Regions from separate parts of the Mus musculus genome. Here region 2 is linked to region 1. The links are chromatin contacts, called in public Hi-C maps. All regions are on one chromosome and are shown on one strand. The core of a region is the stretch at or near the end of the contact, and the rest is flanking DNA. Distances in the headings are between cores, read along the strand shown. Region 1 holds the start of Golt1b (golgi transport 1B). Region 2 holds the start of Ergic2 (ERGIC and golgi 2).

What was found. Hi-C and Micro-C count contacts between places; a contact is called where the count stands out from the background.
Region 2: a Hi-C map of erythroblasts shows a contact between it and region 1, with 15 times the contacts expected there. The contact joins the promoter of Ergic2 here to the promoter of Golt1b in region 1. A contact is called at or near these places in 5 of 484 Hi-C or Micro-C datasets (B cells, CD4 T cells, CD8 T cells and 2 more).

The regions. Positions count from the first base shown.
Region 1 is chr6:142,385,909-142,388,642 of GRCm38.p6, forward strand. It overlaps Golt1b (golgi transport 1B), which reads left to right and starts at 1,335. Exons shown (of 5, transcript NM_025872.4): 1 at 1,335-1,461. The coding sequence starts at 1,437. It overlaps Recql (RecQ protein-like), which reads right to left and starts at 1,179. Exons shown (of 15, transcript NM_023042.3): 1 at 1,114-1,179.
Region 2 is chr6:148,211,034-148,213,856 of GRCm38.p6, forward strand. It overlaps Ergic2 (ERGIC and golgi 2), which reads right to left and starts at 1,341. Exons shown (of 14, transcript NM_026168.4): 1 at 937-1,341. 4732416N19Rik (RIKEN cDNA 4732416N19 gene) reads left to right here and starts at 1,255. Exons shown (of 2, transcript NR_015615.1): 1 at 1,255-1,397.

The sequences.
Region 1 (2,734 bases), core at 85-2,584:
TTATGTTTGCTCAATGACAATCTGTTACCATTACATAAAAACAAAATTAGAAAGCATGTTATATTTTGCTTAATTTTGTATTTTTAGTAATTATTTGGGTAGACGTGTAACCTGCCCAAAATTCCCTTGGAAGAACTTAGGTTTTCTGCCTATTTAAGTTTCAACAGTTTGCTAATTTTAAAGTCATTCGTACTCAGAACACAGGCTTTTTTTTGGGGTGGTGTTTTAGTTTTCTGTGTTAGGGGCCAAGGACCTCATTGTGTTCATGAACTGTTGTGAACAACTTTTTTGCTCAATCAATGACAATCTGTCACCATTACATAAAAGCAAAAAACAAACGTTTGAAAGTGTGTTATATATTGCTTAATTTTATATTTGCTAAACCTAAGAGTGCTCTCCAAAGACAGATTCTGCACCCGCCTATTCTCACTTGAACTGTTTCCTTTATCGAATTTGTACCCTTCCTGTGCATGGCTGTTAAGACAGATAAGCCCTGATTAAAGAGTAAGGACAAAACTAACGGACATTTAAGGATGGGTTTAAATCAAGACTCCTCCTTCCTCACGTATGAGAACATCTCCTTATCACTTCCTAGACTGATACTATTCTGCCCATGGACTCTAAGGTCCTGTATCATGGCAGAGCCTGAATCTCTTCACTTTTGTAAACAGCCTAGAAAAAAAAAAATGCCTTTTCCGGAACCTAAAAACAGGCGCTTTCTCTTCGCTTAGGAGAGATTCGGTCTAAGTTCATTTCCTGCCACTACTTCAAATATATATATATTTTTGGACTTTGCTGCCAATAACCTACCCCTTGCCTAAATTAGGCAACTTCACAGCAAAACATAGCGTAGCACGAAATATATCCAAGAACTAAGTTACAAAGAGGTCTGTCAGTCAAAAAACGTGAACCAGGTCCACTGTCATCAGTGCGGAAGGAAAACGCACGCTAACCCTGAGCGCATCCCTCCACCCCGCCGGCTCCACAGACGAGGCAGAAGCGCAAGCTGCGGCGACCAGGGCTCCTGAAAGCGATGGCAGAGACGACGCCCAGCTCCTATCCGCCCAGCAGACAGCCGCGGACCCACGCGCCGGAACCGGCACCACCACGAACCTGTCAGCCGCTCCGCGCGTAAAAACCTTCCCGCCGCCCGGCATGCAGCGCCCACCCTTCCGGATCAGCCCCCTCCACCAATCACAAGCCATTGCCTTCTCTGATTGGCTGCGTGGTGCGGCGTCCGGGTGCACATCCGAACAAGAGCGCGTGCTATTGGTCTCGCTGCAGCCAATGGAGCGCGGCCTTGCGGCCCGGCGGCGGCGGCTGCGTGTTTCCGGAAGACGTGGCGGCTCGGGCCCGGGCGGCGTCGCCGAGGCTCTTCTCCGGACCAGGCTTCGCAGCGTGGGCCCCGAAGCACCGCGGTCCTCGCCGCCGCCACCATGATCTCCCTCACGGATACGCAGAGTAAGCGCTGCCGGGCCCCAGCGTTGGCCGGTGCTCCCGCCTCAGCCTCTGCTCCGCCCCGCAATGAATGGAGCGAGCGCGCGTGGGGCGGCGGCCCGCGGGAGGGAGGGGGCCGTGACGGGAGGACCGCCGACCTGCCTCGGCCCAAGTGCCGCCGCCGCCTTCGCCCCGGTGGCACCCGTGCTCTGTCCCACGGAACAGCCGTCGGACCAAGTTTCCGGGGTGGCGGGAATGGGACTGTCCGCCCGCGCGGAGCGCCTGCAAGGCTGGGGTGGGCTGGGGGCGTAGAGAGCCGTGATCAGACTCCACTGTTACCTACCTACCCAAAATTCCCTTAACAAGGACTTCGGTTTTCCGCTCGTTTAAGTTTCAACCAAGTTTACTAATGTTAAAAAGTCACTTTGTGCTCTGAGCATTGACTTCGATGGTTTAGATTTCTGGGTTAGGAGCCAGGATCACACTGTAGGTTAACGAGGCTGGCCTTGCGCTCATTGTGTCAGTGCTAGCCTTCCCACTTGTAATCCTGCCCCGGTCTCTAAAGTTATGAGATTACAAGCATGAAGGACTCTGCCTGTCTGTACTGGGAAAGGATTTCTTTATTAGTGTTGTATTCTGTACTTCGTGGCGTGTTCTATTTTAGCATCCTGTTTCTGCCTATCTCATCATTCTGACCAGCTTTGCAGTCTTCAGTCTTGCCTTTTTTTTTTTTTTTGTAGCCCCAGAGATTAGAGCATCTCAGCCAAATGTTTCTGCAGACTAGCAGAGCGTTATCCCTATCTCCATCGTTTTCTCTGTGACTTCATTTTTCTATGTTTTCTTATCAATCTTAATTATTTTTCTATTTATAAATTCTACCCAAGCTGGTTACTTTTTAAAGATATCTTTATGGGTATGACCTCTTTTTGCCTCACTTTTGCTCATTACCATGAACTTTGTTTCTTCAAACTATATTCACCTTAGCTTTTCAAGATTCTAACATCCCACTGAAGTGAAACAAAAACCTTCCTTGAAGTTATTCTCAAGTGGAGTTTGAAGATTTAGATTCAAGTTGTGGCACACTGGAGTGTCACAGGTGCTTTATGAGTCCCTCCACACCCTGGCAGTCCCCTCTGTCTTACTGTGGACTGCACAGCTACCTTCTCTAGCCCAGGGGTGTTGTCTATTGGTCCAGTCAGGCTCCTTTGGTTCTAGTCAGAAATAAAAGTGTCCCTTTTTTCCCTACTGTCACTAAGTCTTGTGAACCTGTTTCAGTTTAGTGCAACATGTAGTTATA
Region 2 (2,823 bases), core at 91-2,590, 5.8 Mb after region 1:
TAAATCTTTGTTGTTCATGTTCTAGACTACAGTGACTTCCTTTCAGAAGTCCTCTAACTTGCCATGTTTCTTTAATGTGTACCTCCGAAGTGAAATCAGGTGTAATACTCAGCAAAGCAGTCAAGTTTACTATCTGAAAGAAAGCTGCTTCCCAGGACCCTCACTACAAAAGCATGGAATTTCTATTTCTCAGGATCTTCCTCTACAAGCTGGAATAGTAACTTAAGGTTAACTAATAAGAAAGGTAGGCAAAGAGACCTTCCGCAAGGCAGCAGCACACTCGTTTCTTTAGGTACGGACGTACACTGGAGGTTGGAGAAGTGAAATTCGGAATTACAACTTCAAACCAATGAAGAATGCCTAATTTAACTATCTTTAATTGCTTCCGAACGAAAGCCTATCTCGAAACACCGAAACAGCTGTTACTTGCCTATAGCCTAGGGCACCGAATTGCACGCCTAAAGTTAATGACACGTTTGCCCGTAGATCTCCGAGATCTCGTCTACGATACCCACGGCGGTCCCGTATCAGGAGCTGAGCCGTCATCCCCTGGATGGGTCAACAGCTGACAAACGGGACACACACACACCACCTGCCTCGGCGTCTGCGCCCGCCCCGGCCCCTCTCTAGGCCCGGCTTTTAATTTACGGCGAGAGTGACCACGGTGCTGGCAGGGTCGCTGCTGTCCACGACAGCCTGGACGAGACAACGAAGGGCGCGGCCGATCACCGAAGCTCCCTGGCCGCGGGCGCGGACGCCGGCGGCACTCGGCAGGAACGCCCCCGGGCAGCGGAGCGGCTCCGCGGCCAGCTGCTCCGCAGAGCCGCGACGAGTACAGGCCAGTGCCAGGCCTGGGAGCCCCCTCAGCCGCGCCCAGGTCCCCGTCCGCCCGTAACCGCCGAAGGAAACGGCCCCGGCAGGGTTTTAGCGTCTTACCTAGTGGTACGGTCCCAGCCGACCGCCATGTTTCACAGAAGCCCGGGTCGCCCGAGCCCGGCGCACACGAAGATCTCGCGAGAACAAGAGCAACTCTCACGGCTGACCATGTCCGAAGGGAGCGCAAATGGAGAACTCGCGATACTTTCCGCGTTGACGGTATGTGATCTAATCAAGCGGCGCGGTCAACCTGAAAGGGGCGTGGCTACGTGGAAACTAAGTGAAAATAGGAGGCCGGTCCCTTTCCAGGAAGGGGAAGTTACCTTCCGCCTGACCCCGAGACAAACCGACTGGAACGGCGCTCCGCACTACAGACCGGAAGTGATCACCAGCCACCTTAAGGCGCCGGCCACACTGCAGCTCAGGTGGTTGAGAGGCCTCCGGCTTTGCGTCTTCATTTATTCCGGTCTACAACACCTAAACCTCCCTTGTCGGGCGTGGAGAACGGTTTCGATTATTCGGTCAGTGTGCTTAAGGATTCCCTAAAAGTAAGCTACGCAAGAAAGCCCGACAGTGTGTGCTCATGGCCCTTCACAGCACAGGACGGAATAGAGGGGCTTTGGAAAAAAAGTTGGCTCCGAAATGCTGGAGAGGAACCCACTCAAGCTCCCGTCCTACCCATTTGCTACCAAATTTTACAGGCACGCGTTGTGGTTTAAAAACAGTTTTAAGGAAAGCGTACTTATGACGAATGTCTACACAGAAAGCACTGTTTTCTCTAATCTTCACAATACTATTGCCAAGAAATACCACTATTTACTTGGTTAGTAGGTAAGGGTTTGAGTTTTAAGAGGGAGGTAAAGAGTAGTTAAGAGCTGTCAAAGAGAAACAGGCTGGGAGATCTTGACTACAGATTGACTGTGTGTATACTCCTTTACTGAAAAGAGACCCTCATCCTTCAAACCAAGGACAAATGCATGCACTCTGGTGGCAATTTAATCTCCAGACTTTCAAGACTACTCCAATTAATCATAAATTCCTATTTGACTTAAGGTTCGTGGATAATAAACACAGCCTCAAGCCAAGATTACCTAAATTAAATATCCAATCTAACTTGTTAATATCGTGACTTTGAGCATATTGCATTTCTTTGTATCTCTATCCCCTCATCTGTCAAATGGGCATAATAATGTGTTGATACATGTCTAAAATGCAAACTTACCTCACTTGTAATCTATCGGCAGCTCCTCCCTGTCGTCTCCATACCCAGGTCTACAGTGTATAGGCTGTAGCTTGGATAAAGGCAGGACTGTTGTTCATTTAGTTACACCTGATCCTTTGTCTCCAGGGCACGTTTCCTTTAGAGTAATAACGATCCCCCTGAGAGTTGGGTTTCACAACATAGCAAAACTAAATAATTTGACCCTGCTATTTTTAGAAAAACAATTTTAAAAGCTAACAAGCATAAAAGTTAATTTTTCCCGAAGAGTGAAACTTCTTAACCAATGAATCAATCATTTAGCTTCTCTGGTTTTCTTTAATGCTTCTCTTTCTTTGCTTCGTTTTGTTGTTTTGTCTGGTGCTTGGCATCAGATTTGGAGCCTGATACAAGTGAAGCTGTACCACTGAACTACATTGCCAGGAAGACCTGCCTGACTTTATAGGTTAATTTTCATATTATTGGTGGCATAATATATGGGAAACAGTCTGCTTTTTAGAGACTCCATCCCATTATGTTTCATTTATTGAAGAGAGGTTTAGGAGTAGGGTTAAAATGCTCAAACTATATTTTTATGACATCCTTTTAATTCTCCGTAGATTGGGGACAAGCTTTAGCTAGTTAATAACAAAAGAGAAACTAATATTACTCTCTAAGGTTCACATGTACCTCAAGTGGCTTTTGTGTCTTATTCTTTTTTTGTTGTTTGTTTTGTTTTTTCGAGACAG